Regions from separate parts of the Sus scrofa genome. Here region 1 is linked to region 2. A link is a contact called in public HiChIP or PLAC-seq data. All regions are on one chromosome and are shown on one strand. The core of a region is the stretch at or near the end of the contact, and the rest is flanking DNA. Distances in the headings are between cores, read along the strand shown.

Region 1 (4,081 bases), core at 1,270-3,769, 300 kb after region 2:
ATGTAAATAATGATAGCATTTTTATTACTACCCAATGTTAGAATGAACCATTTTAGCTAAAGATCCAAATCTATTCATATTATTCAACCCTTAAAAATATGATAAATACTCTATTTAACATCAAGTGGTCACAGGAGTACTGCTGAAAGAACAGGGGAAAGATGAGAGCTGGTGATGAGCTTGCAAGGGCATGGCTTTCTTAAAAACAACCAATCAATTCCAGGTCATCTGTTTTGCAGTTGCTATTGGGATCTTATGAATCATGACCTCTCCCCACCCTCCATCATTCAGAGAAATGAATTATGTATGAAAAAGGTACTGAAAACATTTACTTCCAATAAAAAAATATATATCAATAAATTTGATCTTAAAATTAATTTGGTAAATTAAGGAAAGTCTGGCCACTGGAGAACCATATACAAAGGATATTATCCACTCTCTAAAATTATCCCTCATGTCAGTCCTGAATGTTAAATCCACTGTATCTTTAAAAGTTTGGAGAATTTTCAAATACTATGTCTTTATTTACTACAAGACCCAACAGATAAGTCTTCACGTATAATGTTTAGCATGATTATTTACAGAAAGCAAATTTGATTTCATAATCAAGCTAGATATATTACAAACAGACATGTCTCTTATTTCAAGTTCACAAAAAAGAACCCTCATCTCGAATGCACACAAATATTTAAGAGTGAAGTCTCATGATGTCTTTAACTTATTTTTAAATGGGATTCAGCAAAAGAAAGAAAAAATATATGTGTAGTATAAATATAATCTGTATAAATATGGAAGAGAAAGCAAAGAATGTGTCAAATGTTATCAATGCTGGATCTATGGGTATTCAGAGTACTTTTTCCAACTCTTCTGTGAAAATTTTCAAAGTAAAAAAAGCTGGAGGAATAAAATGCCGACTGACTTCTAGTTTTCCTGTGTTTTAGCCATTACCCTGAATATTTATGTTCAGTCCCTTCTTTTTTGCTTCAAGTCACTTCTACCCTTGTTTAAAACAGCCATTATAGAATTGTTATGTCTTTTAACAAAAATCATAACTCTAGGAAAGAGCTTTTTTTAAAGTAGATTTCAAGGCTGGTATCAGTGAAATTGTTTTACCTGAAAGTTAACATCTTCTTTCTTAAATATTAGTGCTCGAACTTCATCAGGATCTCCATTAAATATAGCTTGCACCAGTGATGGCTAAAATACAAGAGAGTAATAAAAACATTAATCACACCACAAGAAAAAACTAAATTTTTTCTTCCGTATCATAATAATGATCACTTGGCTTTTGACATGAATCTAGTTTCATGAAGTCAAACTGCATGAAAGTATAGGATTCTTCCTTGGAAATAAAAGAAGGCCTAATTAAAAAAAAACCAATTCAGCATGACCAAAATTAGGTAGTATAATAAGTATAATCGGATTTTATTTTACGAGTGCAGGCCTTTTACTTATGTATCTGACAAAAAGGATGTCTCTTTCAAATACAAGTGAGACATCTCAATATCTACTTGTGGGACACAACTTGTCAGACATGCAGTTATCAGTCCATGTGGAAGCCCAAGAAAGAAGGCCTCCTTGAAAAGTTCTGTTTAGGGCACCAAAGTAATTTGCATGGTTAGCATTACATGCATAAAGATAAAAATCCAAAGAAACAAAACCTGGTAGTTGATGAAAATCAACACTATTCAAAGACCAAAAATTACTGTATACCTGAATAACACGAAGGGGCAGACAAGTGCCTGTCTAAATACAAAAATTTCTTCATCAATGACATAGCCTCTCTAATAAGGTATGTTATTATATCAATTAAACAACAGTATTCAAATTAAGGTTAAAGATGAAGTCTGATTCCTTTTCACATTACAGCTGTGCATATAAGTACATAAAATCCGTTACTTTCTAAAAGGCTGTGCCTCAGTATTGCTGGCAGTAGTCAACCTTTCCTATAACATACATTTCCTCATTCTTGTTACATCAGTTTTTAAAACCACAAAGTGAAAACAGAAACATGGTTGCTATAACTACTATTCTCAAATTATTTTTAAAAGTCTTTTTAAGAGATTAAGAGACAAAGTCTGAAGTGATATCTAAACATCTCAAAAAGCGAAAATCAGAAATGTGTGCATTTATACACACATAATATTGCATCATATTCACACACTTACATGGCTTTCATTTGGATTCTTTATGAAACTAGTGGAAATGTTTATTCTTAAAAAGTAAAATTTACCCTACTAGTTCAGTAGAATACAGTAAATACATAAACTCTCGTATCTTACCAATACATTTCCTGAAGGTGAAGAATGTAGGGATTTATTTTCCTGTGGCAATTTAGAAATGAATGCAGGAGGCTCATCTTCTACCTCCTCCAAAACAACAATACACACTCGACTCATTCGCTCTTTTAAAAAACTGAATTCTAAGCTATGTGATAAAAGTCACAGTTGGAAGAGCACAAGTAGTTTTTCCTCCTCCTCTTCTGTACAACACTCTGAATCATTCTCTGAACAGCGAAGCTGGTTTTTTAAAGTTAATAAGTACCATCGGAAAAAGTGAAGTTTAAAATTATACCTACATAACTTGTAACTTCCTAAAAACAACAAAATTCTATTTTTTTTTTTTGTTGGGTTGCTATAATACTTAAAAGAAATTTCACATCAACATGTCAACAACTAAAGCAGTGCAGTACAAGCTCATTTAAAAATACTTCCCCCTACCAAAATAGTCATTTTCTGTTTCACAGAAATTGACTTGATCATTGGATAACAATGCCACACACTGCAGAGTAAGATGAGAAACAACTGCTGTGGCAGAGATGATCACTCTTGCCTGCAAGGTCATATAGTTACCAGTAGCTGCCTTGCTTATAATCGAAAATAAAAAATAAAATCTCACTATTCTGTTTCCACTTCTAATTTATCTTCATTTCTTCAGTTTCAATGGTTTGATGCAGATACTATCCAGAAAAAAATACATCCAAGAGCTCAACACAAATTCTTAAAATGTTGCTCAGAGGTTGACAATTCTTACTGTGTTTGAGAAAGAAAAAAGACAACAGTCTGCATTAATAGCAAAGCTGCAGTACATTTACATGCGATGAGTCAGACCACAAGAGACAATAGGACTCTTGGTGCTGGAATACGGCTTGATTAATCCAGATATCCCATGTAAGAGAAGAAACACAGTTAGCTTTATTCCCATGGACAGTACAAGCGAGGCGCAGCGTTCATTCCTCCTCCATCAGGCAGTTGTCTGTGGTGCTCCAGTAAAAGGGCACAGGCACCCAGCAAAAACCGTGTTAGCGGAGAATCCTAATGGAACAGGCAGGCTGCGAAGGAATTAGAAGGCATTTGAGCTCAAATTACTGCTTCAGGCTTTTCATTAAAGAAAAGGGGAGGGGGGACCCCAGTAGTTTATCACTCCAGTGTTTTCTTTGATCTCCACATGAATACAGCTTCCATTAAATAGTCTTCATTCAGAGAAAAAAACAGCAGACTGTGCATCTTCTTTGAGCCAACTACTTTATTCAGTCATCTGCCTCTGTGCCAATATAGTTTCCTTCCACCGTGAAAACCGCTACAGTTATCCTTTTCAGTCAATTTTAGATGCTTTCCTGTTCCTCAGATGATCTTGCAAAACGCCACAGACACCACCAAATGAGTAGATCCTTGAAAAATCGAGGAGCCCAGGATCGGCCCCACAGAAGCATTCCAACTGAGCAACAGTCTGAAGAGCAAAGACTGCAGAACTGCAGGATGAAATGCCTAGTAATGCTCACATGTTACACTTACCAGAGAGCTGAGCTACTGCTCGGGATGTAACTTCCTCTAGCAGGAGAAAAAAATAGTGCATTTGGACAGCCTTCACAATTAGAAGGTTCATGCCAGTTCTGTGACTAATCCAGATCAAACTAAAAAATTCTATAACTGAAAAATGAGTGCGCTTTTAACATTTTCCACTAAAAGCCACAAGGAAATCTGGTGTACTGCCTCTGCTGACTAACACTGGTTTCAGCAAGTAAACAATTCCAAACAGCTTAACTGCTTTCGTATGTTACAATACAGCAAATGTTTAACCC
Region 2 (4,264 bases), core at 624-3,123:
TCCCAGCAGCCGGAAAGCCCCCTGGAGGCAGGGCTACAACCAGAAGACTTGAGTTTCTTTGAGTCTTGAGCAGATTCTAAAGGAATCTATGACCTAAGCAAGGTTAAGAACCACCAAGTTAGACCAAATTAACTATCAAGCTTCCCCCTTGAATAAGGGAATAGTGACCCACTCACTCCCCAAAGCCTGGAAGTCTTGGCTTAAACTGGGGGAGGGGCATGCTGGGACACACCGTGATGGCACAACCACCCCCAATATTCTCCATGAATTCCTGTCCTCTCCTCCAGTTTCTCACACTTTTATAATTAGCCCCGTGCCCTTCTCTGAGTCCTTCCCTCAGGGCCCACACACGTTGGCAGCACAACATGTCAATGAGCAGTTTTATGAATGGAGAGTGTTGGGAACTGGATTCAGAGCTGCACCCTCCCTCCCGTGAGCCTGTTTCTAGCAAAGGCGGTGAGAGTGAAATTCCTGCCTGCAGCAAAGTATTTCTGAGATTCATGTTGGAGGGACTGACTGAAACAGTTTTTCTGGGGAGAGCCGGGGGTGACCGAGGTGAAGTAAGAGGGCTGTGAGGAGGCAGCCTGCAAAGCCTGGGGTCTGTCTGCCCCACTCAAGCCCTCTGGAAACATCTGAGTTTCCTCAGAAAGGTTTAAACAGGCCCATGCTGGTAACCTAATACTTCCTCTGCCCAGGGTCGGGCAGGACAAGGGCAACAGCCTGGTGCTCTCGGAAGAGGTTTCCAGGCTGGGGCAGAAAGAGGCCCCCTCCCCACACTCAGTCTTGTGCCCAGCTCAGCAGCCCCCTCCGCCTCACCCCTCCTCCCCTGAGGCTGAAGAGAAGCCCACCCCAGGGGGGAAGCACAGGAGGGCAGCAGCCAGGGCTGCAGGGGCTCTTGCCCCCAGGAGAAAGAGGGGGACTCCCTCCCATTCAGCTGGCTGCAAAGCCCCCTGGCCGCCAGGGGAGGGGGTCAGGGGTGTATTTATGGAAACGTCTGGACTCACTCCACTTGCATTCCTCTCTCTCTGATAAGCTCCCCACAATTCCCAACCAAAAACGCAAGCTGGCCAAAATGCAGCAAGTGGGGAGAAGAAACACTCTGTCTAAGGGTCTCTGGTTCTGCGAAGCCAGGCGGGCACAAGGACAGAAGGGGTGTCCCGGCGCTGACCGGAGGCCACTGGGGGCCGGCTCCCTCCCAGCCTCCCTCTGCCCAGAGTGGAAAGGGAAAAACATCAGGAGGGGCTGCAGAGAGCGCGGAGTTGTGGTCCTGCTTTACCTGCTGAAATTGGGAGCACGCTGTTGAGGAAAGTGGGCTGAGACACGATGAAGCGGAAGAAAAGCTGTAGGTAAATTCCCAGAGTCACTGGATGCAGGACAACCATGCTGGCTGCAGTCTGCAAAGTGTCAAGTTCACAAGGCAGGGCTGCGAGGAGCCTCCTTATCTCTGCTTTGTCTTCCTCACGCTGTTTGCCTCTCTCCTCTCTCTCCCTCTCTCCCCCCACCTCCCTCCCTCCCTTCCTTCCTCTCTCTCTCCTCTCTCTCTCTCCTTCCCCCATGCCTTTCCCAAGAAAGAATGCCAATCATTTCCCACTAAACCTTCTCCTTACTACACAGGGTTATATTTATCTTAAGCACTGGATCAGATGCCCACATTAAAATTACGATGTCCGAATTTTCTTCTTCGGAGACTTGAGGTAAGTGGCCATTGGAGAGGTGATGAAAAAGCAGGCACATCTTGCATGTCCACTAGAAGCTGTCCTCAAGGGCAGACGGATTTCCTAATTGATTATTCACAGCACCTGCCCCCTCACAACCAAGGTGCCCTGTAGCATCACAGAATCAAATCGATTCAAACTCTCTGGATTCAAACTGCATTACCATGGAGACAAGTCCTTCTGCTGTCAGTCTATGACTTTTTCACGCACTGGGGGACAAATGAAAAGGTGACCCTGAATTTTTTTTTTCTTTAATAGACCAATAAAAAGCGGGGGCAGGAGTGGAGAAGACTTTATATTTTCCAAAACAGCTTTCTCCATAAAAAAGTATTTATCCTCTTTCCAAAAGCTGCGGCCTTTTATTCCATGCAAAGCAAAATAAATAGAAAGAGTCAATAGACTCTGGAGTGATTGATTATTGATCAAACTGCATTCAGGAAATAACATCATTGAACTGACCTTTGACTAAAGAAAATTCTTCAAATGAAAAGTGTCACATACTTCAATGAATCCTCTTATGAGTTTATAAAGCCTGTTATAGAGATCCTTAGATTACTAAAATAAACTAAAATAATAATCCACAGAGTTGTCTATTTTGCTTTTTTTCTTTTTCGGCCACACCTGAGGCATGCAAAAGTTCCCAGGCCAGGGGTTGAACCTATGCCACAGCAGTGACTGGAGCCACAACAACGACAATGCTGGATCCTTCACCACTAGGCCACCAGGGAACTCCCTGTCCATTTTGCTTTAACCTACATAACACTCTCCCAGTGCCTTGTGGGCGTTAATTCAGAAGCAGTGTGGTTGTTCCTGACTCTAGAGTCCAGTAGCTGAGCCCCACTCTGGGGGAAGGTGGGGCTGGGTAAGAGCGCAGGAGGAGGCAATACCCCACAGCTCCAGCACCAGAGGAGCTCAGCTTCAGCTCTGCTGTGACCATGGACAAACTGACCTTTCTAAGTCCCGGTTTTCTCATACAATGAAGGCATTTCCTTTTAAAGCTGTGTTGGAAAGGTTAAATGAGGTAACATGCACGATGACTCATATACAAATTAAAATTTGTGTATCAAGTTAGCAAAAATGAAACCTGGGGAGCCATGGTAGATGGGCTGCTGAGATGGCAACCGAAAATCTCTCCCACCCCTGTACGTGCATGCCACTCTTCCCAACAAAAGGTGGGTCTGTTTCCCCTCCTGTCAAGTCTGAGCTGGCCTTGTGACCAGCTTTGACAAACAGAATGTGGCTGAAGTGACACTGTGCAACTTCCAGATATAGCCTGTAAACCTCCAGCCCTAGCAGTGGGCTTTGGGTGGCTTGGAGAAGGTGTAGGCTACACAGGGGGAGAGTAACTTCGAGTAACATGATGCCAGAATCTGAACTTTCGCCATCCAGCCCTGATTCCTCCTCTGAAAAGCCAGGGGGATTTCTCTTTCTCTCAGCACACAGATTCCATCACTGACCTTGCACTTGGCACAGATTTTGTCCCTACATCCTGCCTGTGACACCTGCTGGCATTGGTTTTGAACTGCTTCTAAACTACCGTGTGTTGCTATTTAACCTGAGTTAACATCCCTGAGGATGGAAGGCTGTTCCAGAGTTCTGTGCACCCCCACAGCCCCAGGACAGTCCTTGTCATCTAAAAATCCTCAACAATGTCCGCTAATGCGACTCAATCACGCCATTGTAGGAGGAAAGGAAAGTAGGAAAAGTTATGCTTCAGCCATAAGCAACTGGCACTTCCCTGCAGCCCCATGCTTTGCACCTGCAGCTGTGGACCAGGGCCTGGTCCAGGGCAGGCTGGGGTGGGGGTGGAGAATGTGGACAACGGCCTGTATCCAGGAGGCTTAAAGTACATGCCCGCCATGGGGGGTGGGGTGGCGGGGTTGGGGTGGTGTTGGGGAACAAGTCACTGCCGATGCAAAGTTATTACAGGAACCTCTACCCTCTAGGGAGGCCTCAGCGCAGAGGTATTCACAAGCCCTCCATACTTATTAAACCACGTTTTGTAAATTTCCATTTCCCGTGGACCACATATTTTATGAGCCTATTTCATATGAGGTTACCCTAAGTGACCGAGGCAGAAATTATCATCTCTCTTCAAATCCTCCTGGAAGGGCTCTAAATCTTTCAGAATCTAATAACACAGGCTATTAGATTTTTCCAGAAGGAAATTATCTGAGATTTGTGAAAGGCCTACACCAATAAAACCAATCAAAGTTAAAGCCTCCCCGCCAGACCCTGCAGGTAGGGGTGTATACTGAGAAAAAAAACCTGGGAGTACCTATCCACACTTAACATGTACATGCCATTTCACCCAGAGAATCTGTAGAACTAAATACTCATTTAACTGTCCAGGGATTTAGATGCAAAGATATTTTTCATAGCCTCAGATTTCAAATAGCCTAAATTTCAATGAAACATTATACAGTCATTACAAAGAATAAAGTAGTTAAAGTAGTCTCTGCAGTGAATGATGGTGGGAAACTGGTCATCCATATGCAAAACAAACAAAAATGAATCATGACGCATACATTGCCCCAAACATAGAAATT

What was found. HiChIP or PLAC-seq counts read pairs in DNA pulled down with a chosen protein or histone mark.
Region 1: an H3K27ac HiChIP or PLAC-seq map of skeletal muscle shows a contact between it and region 2, with 2.0 times the contacts expected there. The contact joins the promoter of ANKRD28 here to the promoter of COLQ in region 2. A contact is called at or near these places in 2 of 2 datasets of contacts at active chromatin or transcription factors (alveolar macrophages and skeletal muscle).

Annotation. Positions count from the first base shown.
Region 1 is chr13:3,055,094-3,059,174 of Sscrofa11.1, forward strand. ANKRD28 (ankyrin repeat domain 28) reads right to left here and starts at 2,520. Exons shown (of 28, transcript NM_001206449.1): 1 at 2,274-2,520; 2 at 1,114-1,197. The coding sequence starts at 2,399.
Region 2 is chr13:2,753,762-2,758,025 of Sscrofa11.1, forward strand. COLQ (acetylcholinesterase collagenic tail peptide) reads right to left here and starts at 1,874. Exons shown (of 18, transcript XM_021071338.1): 1 at 1,277-1,874. The coding sequence starts at 1,556.